2 separate regions of the Athene noctua genome follow, and region 2 is linked to region 1. Evidence: chromatin contacts called from public Hi-C data. All regions are on one chromosome and are shown on one strand. The core of a region is the stretch at or near the end of the contact, and the rest is flanking DNA. Distances in the headings are between cores, read along the strand shown. Region 1 holds the start of SDAD1 (SDA1 domain containing 1). Region 2 holds the start of DCK (deoxycytidine kinase).

Region 1 (6,289 bases), core at 237-2,736:
AGATACATTTGAGCTGCTCAGGCCATACAGGACAGGCCTACAGCCTACTACAGCATGTTTTACAGTCGAATGCTTCATTACTAATCAAACATACAGAGCAAATCTTGCCTCTGGCACTGTCAATCGCTGAAAAAGCAGAGCTACTTTAAACTTTCTTATTTTGTTATCAAGGAAAGGAGAACAGCTGCCTGCCAGCGCTTCATTACTTCTGACAAGTTGGTCAAAACCCACTGAAAATCAAGACTGTTTCTTGTAAGCATGATTTACTTTTCGTAAGAGCTTATCATGACACCGCAGCAGTTGAAAGAAGAGCTCCAGCAAACTTGTTGGATTTATTAGATTCTTGTTTCTCAACAAGATCAAAGCCTTGCAGAACGTCTGTAAGAGAAACAGGGAATCAGAACCAAAATTCCAATAATACTCTTCAGTTTCCATCATTATTAAAATACTAAAAAGCAAACTGTAAACTAATCTCACATGTAAAGAGCCTATTTTAACCACAAGACATGGTCTGCCCAAAACACCTTTTGGTTTAGGTCTTACCATGCGCAGGTCAGCATCCAGGACCGTGTGGTGGTAGGAGAGCAGCTCCTTCAGCTGCTGAGGAAAGCTGGCCATGTGTTCTGGGTAGCAGTGGGCAACCTGGGCAGAGACAGACCCAGCTGAACTCTCTAGCAGAAACCTTGGCTTATCTCATCACCCCAGGAAGGTGTGTTGATATGGTAAAAAAGCAATAAAACTATAAACGTTTTGCAATAATATAATATATACAAAAGTCAATGTCCGGATGTTAAGAGGTACGGTGCAAATAAAAAATCCTTTAAAAAAATTATACTAATGGTCAAAAAACCCCACCCCCTCGTGTTGCTGGAAACAGAAAAAACTGCTGCAGAAATCGTAGTCAATGAGCAACTCGTCAGCAACTCCGTCAAGGCTCTAACAGCAAAACGAGGTGAAACACAATCTGCCGTGGCCACTGTGCTCAGGGCAAAGACTCTGTGGCTGGCGAAGGGGTCAAGGCCGGCGCCCAAGCCACCCGTCAGAAGGGCAGAGGCTTACCTGTGCCAGGAACATCACCAGTTCAGCCAGTTCCTTACTGGGCTTGTCCGGTTGGAAGGTGAAAATCTCCACATGGGACTGGTAGTGGTGGTACTGCTGGAGGAACTGAGCACACACAGGGCGGTTGCTGAGCGGGACCGGCAACGCCTGACCCCCCCCCAGCTACCCCAAGCACTCCTCAGCTCCCCCCCCGCACCCCGGTACGGCCCCCTGCTGCCTCCCGCTCCGGGCCCCCGGCTCCGTACCTCTTCGGTGTAGGAGGTTGGATCCCGCTTGATGAGGTTCTGCAGCTGGGGCAGGTTACTGGGCAGCTTGTTTCCTTGGCGGCCCGACATGACGGCCCCGAGCCGAACCCGGCACGACCGCACTCACGCCAGCAAGCGACCGACCGCCACCTCCTCCTGGAACACGCGAGCTACCAGCTGGGCGCCGCCATCTTGGCCCGGCCCGCCCCGCCCCGCGCCCCCATCTTGGCCCGCCCCGCCCCGCCCGGCGCCGCCAAGGGACAAACTTCTGTGACAAGGACGTTCATCACGCAGGGAAAGGAGCCAGAAAAGCAGCTTCTCCTTAGCAACCCTTACTGCCAAAGGCTTTGGGCAACTCTGTCAAAGTTCAACAGTTTAGTGAACATAGCTTCCTCCTCTGCGGCTTTCCGATTGATTTTCCCCCCTCACTTGCATCATGTCACTCCTTCACGGTGACCCTGCCCTCACTCTCTCTGCATCATATATTGTAATTCAGTTAAGTGCTGCCAGCAATGTGGCAACACTGCCAACAAATTGCACCTGGCCCTTACCACTTATGTTGCTTGTGACAGGGGCCACAAACACACATTATAGACCAGCTGCCAAGACCTGAGCATGCGAGGCAAAGAACACCATCAGCACTGGTTCCTCACCCCAGCACTTTAAAACATTGAAGTCTTTGGACTTAGGGAACCATGAGCAGTGTGCACAAGGACCATGAAGCATGGTCCATCCACTCCCAGTGCTGCATCCAGGGCCCTGGACATGTCCACGGCCTGGGTAGGTTTGCACTCATACTATGATTCCCAGCTTGGAGTACCCAAGCCTCTTGCAGTCCAGGGTAGATCTTCAGGACATAAAGACAAAGTGAACTTTTCAGGTGAGTGCAAGACTAGTGAAACAAAGAAATTGACTCAACAGTAAAGTTTTTACCGTTAAGCAGGTATTCTTTATTAGCAGTGCTGGGGTTGCTCTGGGGATTCTCCACTATAAGGGCTCCCAAGAATTAGCAAAGGACATCAGTTTACATACACACAAATCACACATATTCATTACATTTCCTGGAAAGGGGTGTCTTATGATAATGAGTTCCCAGAATTCATTTACATAGTCCAAGCATGACTAGTAAAAATAGAGTGAGGGTCTTCGGTGGTTGAGGGAAGAAGTAAATAATTTTCTTCACGGTGTTCGCTAGTTGACCTTCTTTCCAGAGCATGTGCTGTGAAGTACAGTCCAGGTGCCTTCTTCCTCAATCAGCAAAATCATCCTCCCTATAATAGGGTCTCTGTATCCCTTTAAGTCCCCTTTATCTTAGTTTTCCCATTGCAGGAGTTGCCCAAGTGTCCATTGAAGGCCTTGAGTCTACTATCAGTGATTTATGTAGGGAGCCTAATGAGCGTTTTAATCTTGCCTAAACAAAGAGGCCTAGGGAAATAGTTAAGGAGTCGGGAGTCCTTGAGAAACAAATGACGCAAAACTCAAGCAAAGTTTTGAAACAAACAAAGCAAAACACAAGCAAAGGTTTCATGCATCACAGTTGAGGCTTAATAGTTGTAAGAAATTAATTTGTTTGACCCCTTCACTAGTAAGAAAATAGCTTAGAAAAACATTACCTGTTTATGAAGAAAGCCTTCAGTAAGGCTTTTATTTGCCTAGAATTGGTGTTCAAATGCATCTTTTCTATGCTGTTTCACTTCATTTTTGCACTAAAATGAACAAAGAAAGTCCTGTGCTAAGTACTGGCAGGTCATATTCAGCATATCAGTGATTTGATATGGAGCCTTGGGGCTCCAATTCTGTAACAAGTTGGACCTTTTTCCATATTCATGACTGAAGAGGCAGGTGCCCTGCTTTTTCACCAAGTGCCTAGATGCATGCAGGAAATAACATGACAAATACAGTACTTCATTTAAACATAAGTTATGGTTTAAAATTATACCTCCTTTGTCAGATAAACTATTTTTTTTTAAAAAATCTCATCCTACCATCAGCTCTGTATTCCTGTGTCTTCTCGCAGAAAAAATTGCTTCTACTTACACTCACAGACTGGCAAAGTGATCAAGTTATATATGGGGAAAGTGCCAGTCTCAGAGCAGTTGGGATCAGGGCAACACGCTGAATCATGAAAAACTCACTCAAGTGTGTTGAAGGGGGAGAATTGCCTAAAGCAAATTCTGACACACTGTATGCAAGCTCTCAATTTATTACAAAGTGTTTACATAGTTTTATTTCCACTTCTACATCCTACTGACCTTCAGATTTTGTCCGTTTACTGCTCACACGCTCAGCAAGTGGTGTTCCAACCTACTGCTTCTCACATTTGCAACATGGTGTTCCATAATGTTGCCTCATTTATCCACAGTCATTCTTCAAACCTAAAGGTCACTTTACATTTTTGCTAACCACCAATTCTTTATTCCTACATCTCCCCCTTCTTTGTTTTGTAGCTTCGTTTCTGTGGCAATCCTTGCAATTGGTTGCAGTTCAGCCTTCTGCACTGTGAGCCTCATACATGTCGCAGGATGGCAAACCCTGTAAAACAAATTAAACATCCTAGGCCTGCCAAAACCCACATTTGTAGGTTCAGAACTGCAGAACAACGCCTAGGACTGAGCCAGGACAAACTTTTGCCTCTCTCATGATGTTATCATGTGTCAACTTCTGAATCTCAACCAATTCATGCTGTAACAAATGATGTAGTTCAGTAACATGTTGTTGCAGATGGCTAGAAAAGGCTCCTTGTAAATGCATCTTAACTAGCTCCCATGTTGTGCCATTACCCGTGTCATACTTTAGTAGGGTAACACAGAGATTGCTCCCGTGTTCCCAATCAATGCAACAACATAACGCATAGACAGTGCCTTCTGCTTATCCCTGATCCAAGTCAGAACAGCCTCCAATGCCTCTGATTGAGTATTTGCTTGTCAATACTGGCTACATGATCAATCCTTTGGTAATGTTATTTGTAACCTGTGCTGCTGTATGGGCTATTTGAACAGAATGTACAAGGGCCATAGAGGCTACCACTGCTGTGGCTGCAATTATAATAGCCGAGATAATAAAGGCTATCAGCCATCAAATGAATCACTTTTGTCATTTTGCCATAACTTGTTGGATTGTCTCAGTTAAGCTCTTGAGACAGAGTCACCCTCCCAAGGGTGAGTAAGATTGACTGGGAGCCGTAATTCAGATCTACATTTCAAAGGAAAAATTACTGTAAGATTATAGCTAGATACATTGGCCATAGATAGACATCTAAATTAGCCAATGATCTGATATCAGCCACTACTATTGCTTATTTGTGCCTCTTTTCCAGCCAACAAAATATAAGGGTAAGTTGTACAGACAGTGACCTCACAATAAATTGGGCTGCTATTACTAAGGCTAAAACTTGTTTGGTTCAGCATATAGTTCTCATGCCAGTGAGACTGCTTGATAAAGGGTAATCCCAACCTCCACGGCGTGTCATGCCAAGGGCTATAGTGGTCACTCCACCAGGCTCGCAATAAGGGTCCTGACAGTCCCCCAGCCATCCACTAAATGCTGCGTGTGATACCCCATTTATGTCACCATGACTGCCATTGCTACCAAAAAATCCTTGAGACCCCCAATCCTCAATTGCAACATCATGCATACTAACATTTAAAATACGTCCTATATTCAAATGGCAGGGAGCCTATTGGGGCCTAATCGCATCTTCACTAAACTCTCTGCTATGGCAGGTGGGGACATTCTGGAGTGGGTTAGCTGTTATATTTCCATGTCCTACAGTCCCCACCATTTGTATGATTGTGATGTCACTATGACCCTTCATTTTTCTAAAATACAGGCGCTGTTGTGGCTTGCAGTGGTACACATGCACCCCCTCCTCCTGACAGACACAGAGGGGGCATCTGCATACAATGTTATATTGGCAACATTCAAACAATGTGACTGATTCTCTGCGTCTCGAGGAGGAAGTCAAGACCCTCCAGTCCACTGTGTATCAGTACTGGCTACTGGTACATCGGGATCCCACCAACTTACCAGGGCAAAAATGGTGGGTTGATAACATGTGCCCAGTATATGTGACCAGCTGCTCCCAGAAAAACAAAACAAACCAAACCCACCAGCTTATACTTACCACCGAGTTGGTTGAAATAAGGGCCAATAAGCAAGAAAGGTATTTTCCGATGTTGGCATTGCTCCTACCCATGCCATCATGTCTTCTGCTTTCTGTTGTTTTAGACTTCCCCAAGCGATAGCTGCAGTCATTGGGTTCCTAGGGGAACGTACCCTGTGCACCAATTCCTGCTCCATCAGTTGAAAGATCTGGGGTATTGGTTGAAGGGTTGATCCTTCCAGTTCATGATATGGCTTGACTTGTCTTGCCAGTATCCACTGAGAATCTGTGGGTGACAAAACACAAGCATACCCCCACACCAGCAGATCTGCTGGCCCTCTCCAGGTTGGGTCTCCTTAGGGATCCTTATACAAGACCTGCGGTTTAGCTATAGAGTCCATCGTGCTAAAATGATGTTCTGCTGCCATCAGGGCAAAATGATTTATGTTCAAAAAATTAAGAGTATTTAAAGCCATTGCTTGCTGATTATATGGTGTATGCAGAGAATTCCCCATCCTTTGTTTTAAAATCAGGGCTTTTAGTGTAGCCTGTGCACATTTGACTATTACCTGTCCCATGGGGTTACATAGAATACCCGTCTTATGCCGAATCTCCCATTGCTGAAAAAATAGCTGTATTTTGAGCTGTGTAGCCAGGATCATTATCGGGTTTCATTTCTTTTGGCACCCCCATGTTCACAAAACAGCTCAACCAATGACTCCATATGTGTATGGCCTTTTCCCCAGAGGCTGCAGTGGCATGTATTATCCCAGAAAATGTATCAACCATTATGTGAACCCACCATAAGTGACCAAGCGATGTTTGCCCTCTGTTTGTTGAATTTCATTGGCTTCCCGGTCTCTGGGATTCATTGCATTGACAG
Region 2 (5,794 bases), core at 963-3,462, 160 kb after region 1:
CTCTTTTAAGATGAGACTAACACTGATTATTTTAAATGTAAAACCTTTTTATTTTCCTGCTTTTCTTACAGTTTCTTCTTGCCAGGTTAAGATTGCAGTCTAGGTAAATAACAAATTCTGGTTTTGTTTGAAGAACCAATTACCTAAATTGTTCATAGAGTATTGTATTTTTAGGGAAAATTAATTTTTATAGCCACTAAACTATACTCATTATTTTTGTACATTTGCAACTTCTGACATTTTTCAGAGACATGTCGCGGAGGGTACACTTATTTTCATGGCTGTTTTACTACTTTGGGGTGCTGTGGTTGTGTTGCTTAGAACCTAGAAGCACATACCTTGATGTGCGATGGAAGAGAGAGAAGAATGCAATAAAAGTGAAGGAGGTTTCAATAAAAGGCTATTTTTGAAGGAAAAAAAATATTATGAGAGCAACACTAACCTTTTTCCTCCTTTAGAATCCTAAAATATATGGGGAAAAATGCAGTGTAAAATAGAAAATGTAAGATGAGAACCCTTACTGTAAGCTAACTGTGCCAATATTGCTTCAGTTTGTAGTCACTGATAGTTTTAAATGAGAACAGCTTTTAATTAAAAAAAAAAAAGTTGAATGTCTGATAATCTGCAACATGTTTATTTGAGAGTTGTAAATAATGTATACAGACTGTTGTATGTGATGGGACAAAATATTTAAATTTAGGATTTTTCAATAAGAAACTGAAGGCTGTTTATAAGAGAAAATAAATAGCTATGTTTGACCATGATTGTCTTTATTTCCTTCTTGAATTTGTTTCTAAATTATCTTCTACTTGTAGAATTTTTTTTTTTGGTATATTGTACACATACAAACATTACACATACAAATTAGATTTTTGTAATTGCCTTGTCTGAATTTGTGAATATTTGTATTGCAGGCAGACACAAGAGCAATAAAACAACCTGATACCCTTTTAATTTCCTTGTTTCATAACCTGAATTTACCTACTATGGGTGGAGCTTGGTGGGGGATTTCTCATAAGTTTAATATTGCATTAATTGCATCTCAGTGCCAATCCCAGGGCAACTTTGAAAGCTTTGCCCACGAGGAGGGTGTCCTGCTGCAGCTGTAGCACTCCATGCTCTCAGGCTACCAGCTTCACATGAAATACAGACTCTGCTTTTGGCTGAGCTCAGCAGTACAGGTGCCTTTTTTTTTTTTATCCTCCTTTTTTTCCTTATAAAAGCTTCCTGTGACCCTGACAGCCACAAAAGTCCAGGTTTCCTATCCTCCCGTCTGCATCCATCTGCCTTCACTCACCCCTGTAACTTCAAAGCACCCAGTCCTGTGGTAAGTCACCTCTTGTGTGAGCAGGGTGTTTGTGCCATCAAGTTGAAAAAGCGATTTAAAATCTTGCTGTTAATTTAGTCCCCACAAATCTCGTGGTCGAGGGGTCATGCAAAGGGGATCTTGTCTCAAAGTGAGTTCACAGCTTGCAGCCATCGTACGTGGTTTTGCATGAGAGCTCATGCTGGCTATGACTGCCTTGCTGCCTGTGCCCATTGCGTAGCTCTGAGGATTTTTTTTCCCACTTGGTCACTCAAGAACCAAAACGTTTGTACACTGTGATGGTACTCCACGAAACACGTTGTCAAATATGAGTTTGGTGGCTGGCGGGGGGTTTTCAGCAATAAGCTGCTAAATTAGTGGCACCAACCTGCATGTCACCTGTAAGATATTTCTGGAAGGTTTTTTTGAGGGAAATGGTTGCTTGTGAGGGCCTTTTGTTCACGTCGATGTGGCCTTTGACCTGCTCTGAGGGCAGGTGCGTAGCCCTGGGTTTCTGCGTACAAGGAAACTCTGCCTGTGGCCGTGGGGGAGCGCTGCCCGGGAGGCAGGGAAGGCCAGCTCGCTCGCCTCCCTCCCTCCCCTCGCCCGGGGCTAGGCGCCGGGCCGAGAACCGAGCAACTCGTGGCAGGGGTGGCGCCGGCCCATCGATGCGCTCTCCTGCCGCAGCTCTGCCTGAATCCGCAGCGCCGAGCTCGACCGGCCGCCCTGCCGCCTGCCCGCCGCGCGCCCTCCGCGCTGGCTTCCCGCGGCCGGGCCTTCCCTTTCCCCTTCAGCCCTCGCCGCCACCCGTACCGTGACGTCAGGAGCCGTGACGTCAGGGCTCGCGCAGTCACGCCCGCCGCGCGCCAAATTCGAAGGCGGGTGCGGGCCGGGCGCGGCGGCCGTTATCGCCGTTATTTCCATTGCGCGGGCAGCGGCGGCCTCCCCGCTCCTCCCGCCTCTTGACCCCCATGGCCACTCCGCCCAAACGCGGGCGGCAGGAGGGCAGGATCAAAAAGATCGCGGTCGAGGGCAACATCGGTGAGTCGCTGCCGGTCGCCTCACCGGGGCCGGGCCGGGCCGGGGGGAGGCTGAGGGCGGCAGGAGGGGCGGCCTGGCCTTTAGCGGAGCTTGGGGGCGTCGGCGAGGGAAGAGGCACCCAATTAATAACTTCCACCGTAGGAATTAAAGTTATAACAATGACGAGATGTGGGAGGCTGTGTGTGTAACTTTATGTTCCATTTTCTAATTTATTAACCTTCTCAAAGATGTTGAAGTCCTGGATTTCTCTCACACCTTTCCTGATTGTAATGTAAAACACCTGTGTAAATGCAGACTGTCAGGTCAAACTTGTAATGTTTAATACTCCTGCTAATTAACAAGAGAAGACTGTTTAACTGTTAAAAAGAGCAGAAGTTGTGGGCCGTTCGTAATGAGATACTTTTTTTTTTTTTTTTTTTGCAAGAGGCAAAAAATCGAAGATAGGAGTTGCCAGGGTGTCGGTTTGTTTACTGATAGATACTTTGGTGGTTGATAGCCAACTGACTGGCTTTTCTTAGGTTTAGATATTCTTTTTAAAACTTCTTGAACGTTTTTCAGTTTTCAGATTAATGATTACTGTAGGAAGTACTTCGCATCTTCATTTGAGAAACCAGCACTCTTCCTTCCTATTTTTCAGAGTTGCTTGCTTTTTTGTTGTTGTTCCTAAAATAGCTTAGGAAGACTGCAACTTCATGCCTAAGAGTGGACCACTAAGTATCTTTAAAAAATAAAGATTTAGTGTTCTAATTGCAGATGTAACTTTCTAGAACTTAGATGACTCATCTAGGCTGAGACGTGATTTTTTTTTTGAATTGGCTATTGGTGCTGTGTGGTACAAAATTTATCAATTAATTGATATGTGGTGCATGATACATCTTTAATTCATGCTTGTCATGAAGTCACAAGTACATGTGTGTGTGAGACTCATTTATGGGACTGCAAAATAGAGTTGTATATTAGTTAAGTAATGACACTATCAGTGTGTTTTGACTACCATTCTTCCTGAATGCTTTTTCTACAGCTGCAGGGAAATCAACATTTGTGAATATTCTCAAACAAGCTGATGAGGAATGGGAAGTTGTTCCTGAGCCTGTAGCTAGATGGTGCAATGTTCAGCAAAAGTCTGAAGAGGATTGTGAGGTATGGTAAAAGAGATGAAGATGAAACTTTTTTTTTAAAAAAAGCAACCAAAAACCAACAATCAACCAAAAAAACCCCGAACAAAAAAAAAGATTCAAATGTTTCTCTAATTTTAAAAGGCCAATATATCTGATAGACTAGGTATTTTAAAAAATGTACATGATAGCAACGTTATTGCTGATTCTTATCACAATATTTGAGTTCCTGTATTTCAGTTTGCTTGGTGTGTTATAGAACAAGTGTTATTCAACATCAGGATGTAAATTCTAAAAGTAAAAGCTTGCTCTATGTTACGTATAAAAGCAAGGGATGGAAAAAAGTTAGGCAGAAGTTACTTGTAGCAACTGTGAATTAACCAGGTGAGAGCAGAGGGTTGTCGTGGAAGGTGTCCTCTAAAATGTCTAGGAAATGATTAACTACTGCTTAGTTGTTTATCGTGTTGTTTTTTTCTGTCAGCTACCTATAGTTCTGTTGGCAATCCAGCAGTTATCTAGTGGCCAAAGTCATTGCTGTGTAGACAGGCTTTGATGAATTGTAGAAGGTTTTTCTTTTTCGGATCTGGCAAAAAATACAACATGTTTTGGTTAAATTAAATATGTAAACTAATAATGGAGGTGTGTTGTTTCTAACTTTTCCTGAGCTATATATTTTCAGAGTTAGCTAATTTTTTTCTTCTTTCTTCATGATACCAAAGTAAATACAAATACAAAACCAGACTAAAGTCCTTTCTGTTAAGAACTGGGCTAACAAACAAATTTAATAGATTTGAACTTCAAGTTAAAGATTGGGGTTTTTTAATTTAGTGTGGTGGGTTGACCCCAGCCAGCAGCTAAAGACCCACACAAACCCCAGCTCACCCCTCCACAGCAGAGAAGAGGAAGAAAAAAAGCAAGACAATTGATTTATGGGTTGATATAAACAGTTTATTAAGCAAAGGGAAGAAGATAAGAAAGGAGTGATGCAAAGGCAATTGCTTACCCCCTCCTAGAAGCAGACCAATGCCCAGCCAGTCTCTGAGCAACAGCTACTCTAGAAGACAAAGCCCTCCCCTCCTCCTTCTTCCAGAACCTGAGTTGAATTGCTGAGCATGATGTTCTGTGGTGTGGAATATCCCTTTGGGCAGTTGGGGTCAGCTGTCCTGACTGCATCCCTCCCAGCTTCTTACCCACCCCAGTCCACTTGCTGGGGGGCAGACTGAGAAAGGCAGAAAGCCTTGATGCTGTGCAAGCACTGTCCAGCAATAGCCAAAACAGTGGTGTGTTACGCTGTTTCATCCACAATACGTCACTGTGGGGGCTGTTTCAGAGGAAGTTAATGCCATCCCAGTCAGGTCCAGTAAGCTTAATGTAAAATTTCAAATCCGTCATGATCATCCCTGAAGTTAGACTTACACGCTTTTTTCTCCTTTTGCTTTGCCTGGTTTGCAGAAATATGAAGTAATATATGACCTCTAAAATTAGTCAGAAAACACTTCAAAATAAAGTTTCTAAAGACAAGACTGTACTCTGTGAGTTAATCTGTTTGTCATGTGTATATAGGTATCTCTTAGTCTTGTGTGTATTGTCAGTAGCTTGTAATGTCCCTTCTGTTGGCTAATTCCTGCAGTAAGAGCAGCAGCTGCTGTAACACAGTACAGTGCTGCACACCAGTTTCTAAGTATGAATATTGTATAGCCTAAACAATAGGCCTTTGCCTATTTTTTACCCTTTTCCTTCCCTTTTCTGAGGAAAGTTATCAGCATTTGGGATCTTGATTACTGCTTTTCTAATATAACTTAATATCAAAAAGTAGATGTTCACTTTTCCATTTTTAATAAAGCTGGTACTTTCATTGTCCCACAGTACTAGAAAAAAAAGTAAAATTGGGTATTTTTTTAATGTGTGTGTGTTCACAGAAAGAGGTGTGTATTACTGCTTTTGTAACTGTTAGTTCTTAAGAAAGCTGTACCTGAAATACTTCAGATAGCTTAGTGCTGTGCTTTTTCATATAGTGTTTTTCAAGGACATTGGAATCTTTTCCAGAGGATAGTTCTATCTTTTGTTTCTTACTGATGAAACTGATAAGTAAGGGTCTTCTGACTTGTGAAAGGTCACTGTAGCTACATCTTCTCTAATTGACTACGGGGGTGGTGGTGGGTGCATATCCTGGATAGTGGAACCAGGCTGTGTCCCCTGTCCCTAGCAGACTTCTGTCCCATGCCAGCTAGGGCTCTTCCAGGCAGTTCCCAGGCACAGTTTGAGCACTAGGGTAGCCTGGGGACTGCTGAAAGTGCACTGCATGTAGCTACCTCTTTTGGAGGCTTAGAAA

Evidence for each region. Hi-C and Micro-C count contacts between places; a contact is called where the count stands out from the background.
Region 2: a Hi-C map of liver shows a contact between it and region 1, with 2.9 times the contacts expected there. The contact joins the promoter of DCK here to the promoter of SDAD1 in region 1. A contact is called at or near these places in 2 of 2 Hi-C or Micro-C datasets (heart and liver).

The regions. Positions count from the first base shown.
Region 1 is chr4:50,100,558-50,106,846 of bAthNoc1.hap1.1, forward strand. SDAD1 (SDA1 domain containing 1) reads right to left here and starts at 1,487. Exons shown (of 21, transcript XM_074903937.1): 1 at 1,305-1,487; 2 at 1,060-1,164; 3 at 544-642. The coding sequence starts at 1,394.
Region 2 is chr4:50,260,360-50,266,153 of bAthNoc1.hap1.1, forward strand. It overlaps DCK (deoxycytidine kinase), which reads left to right and starts at 2,213. Exons shown (of 7, transcript XM_074905319.1): 1 at 2,213-2,347; 2 at 3,369-3,487. The coding sequence starts at 2,278. MOB1B (MOB kinase activator 1B) reads left to right here. Exons shown (of 6, transcript XM_074905323.1): 6 at 1-943.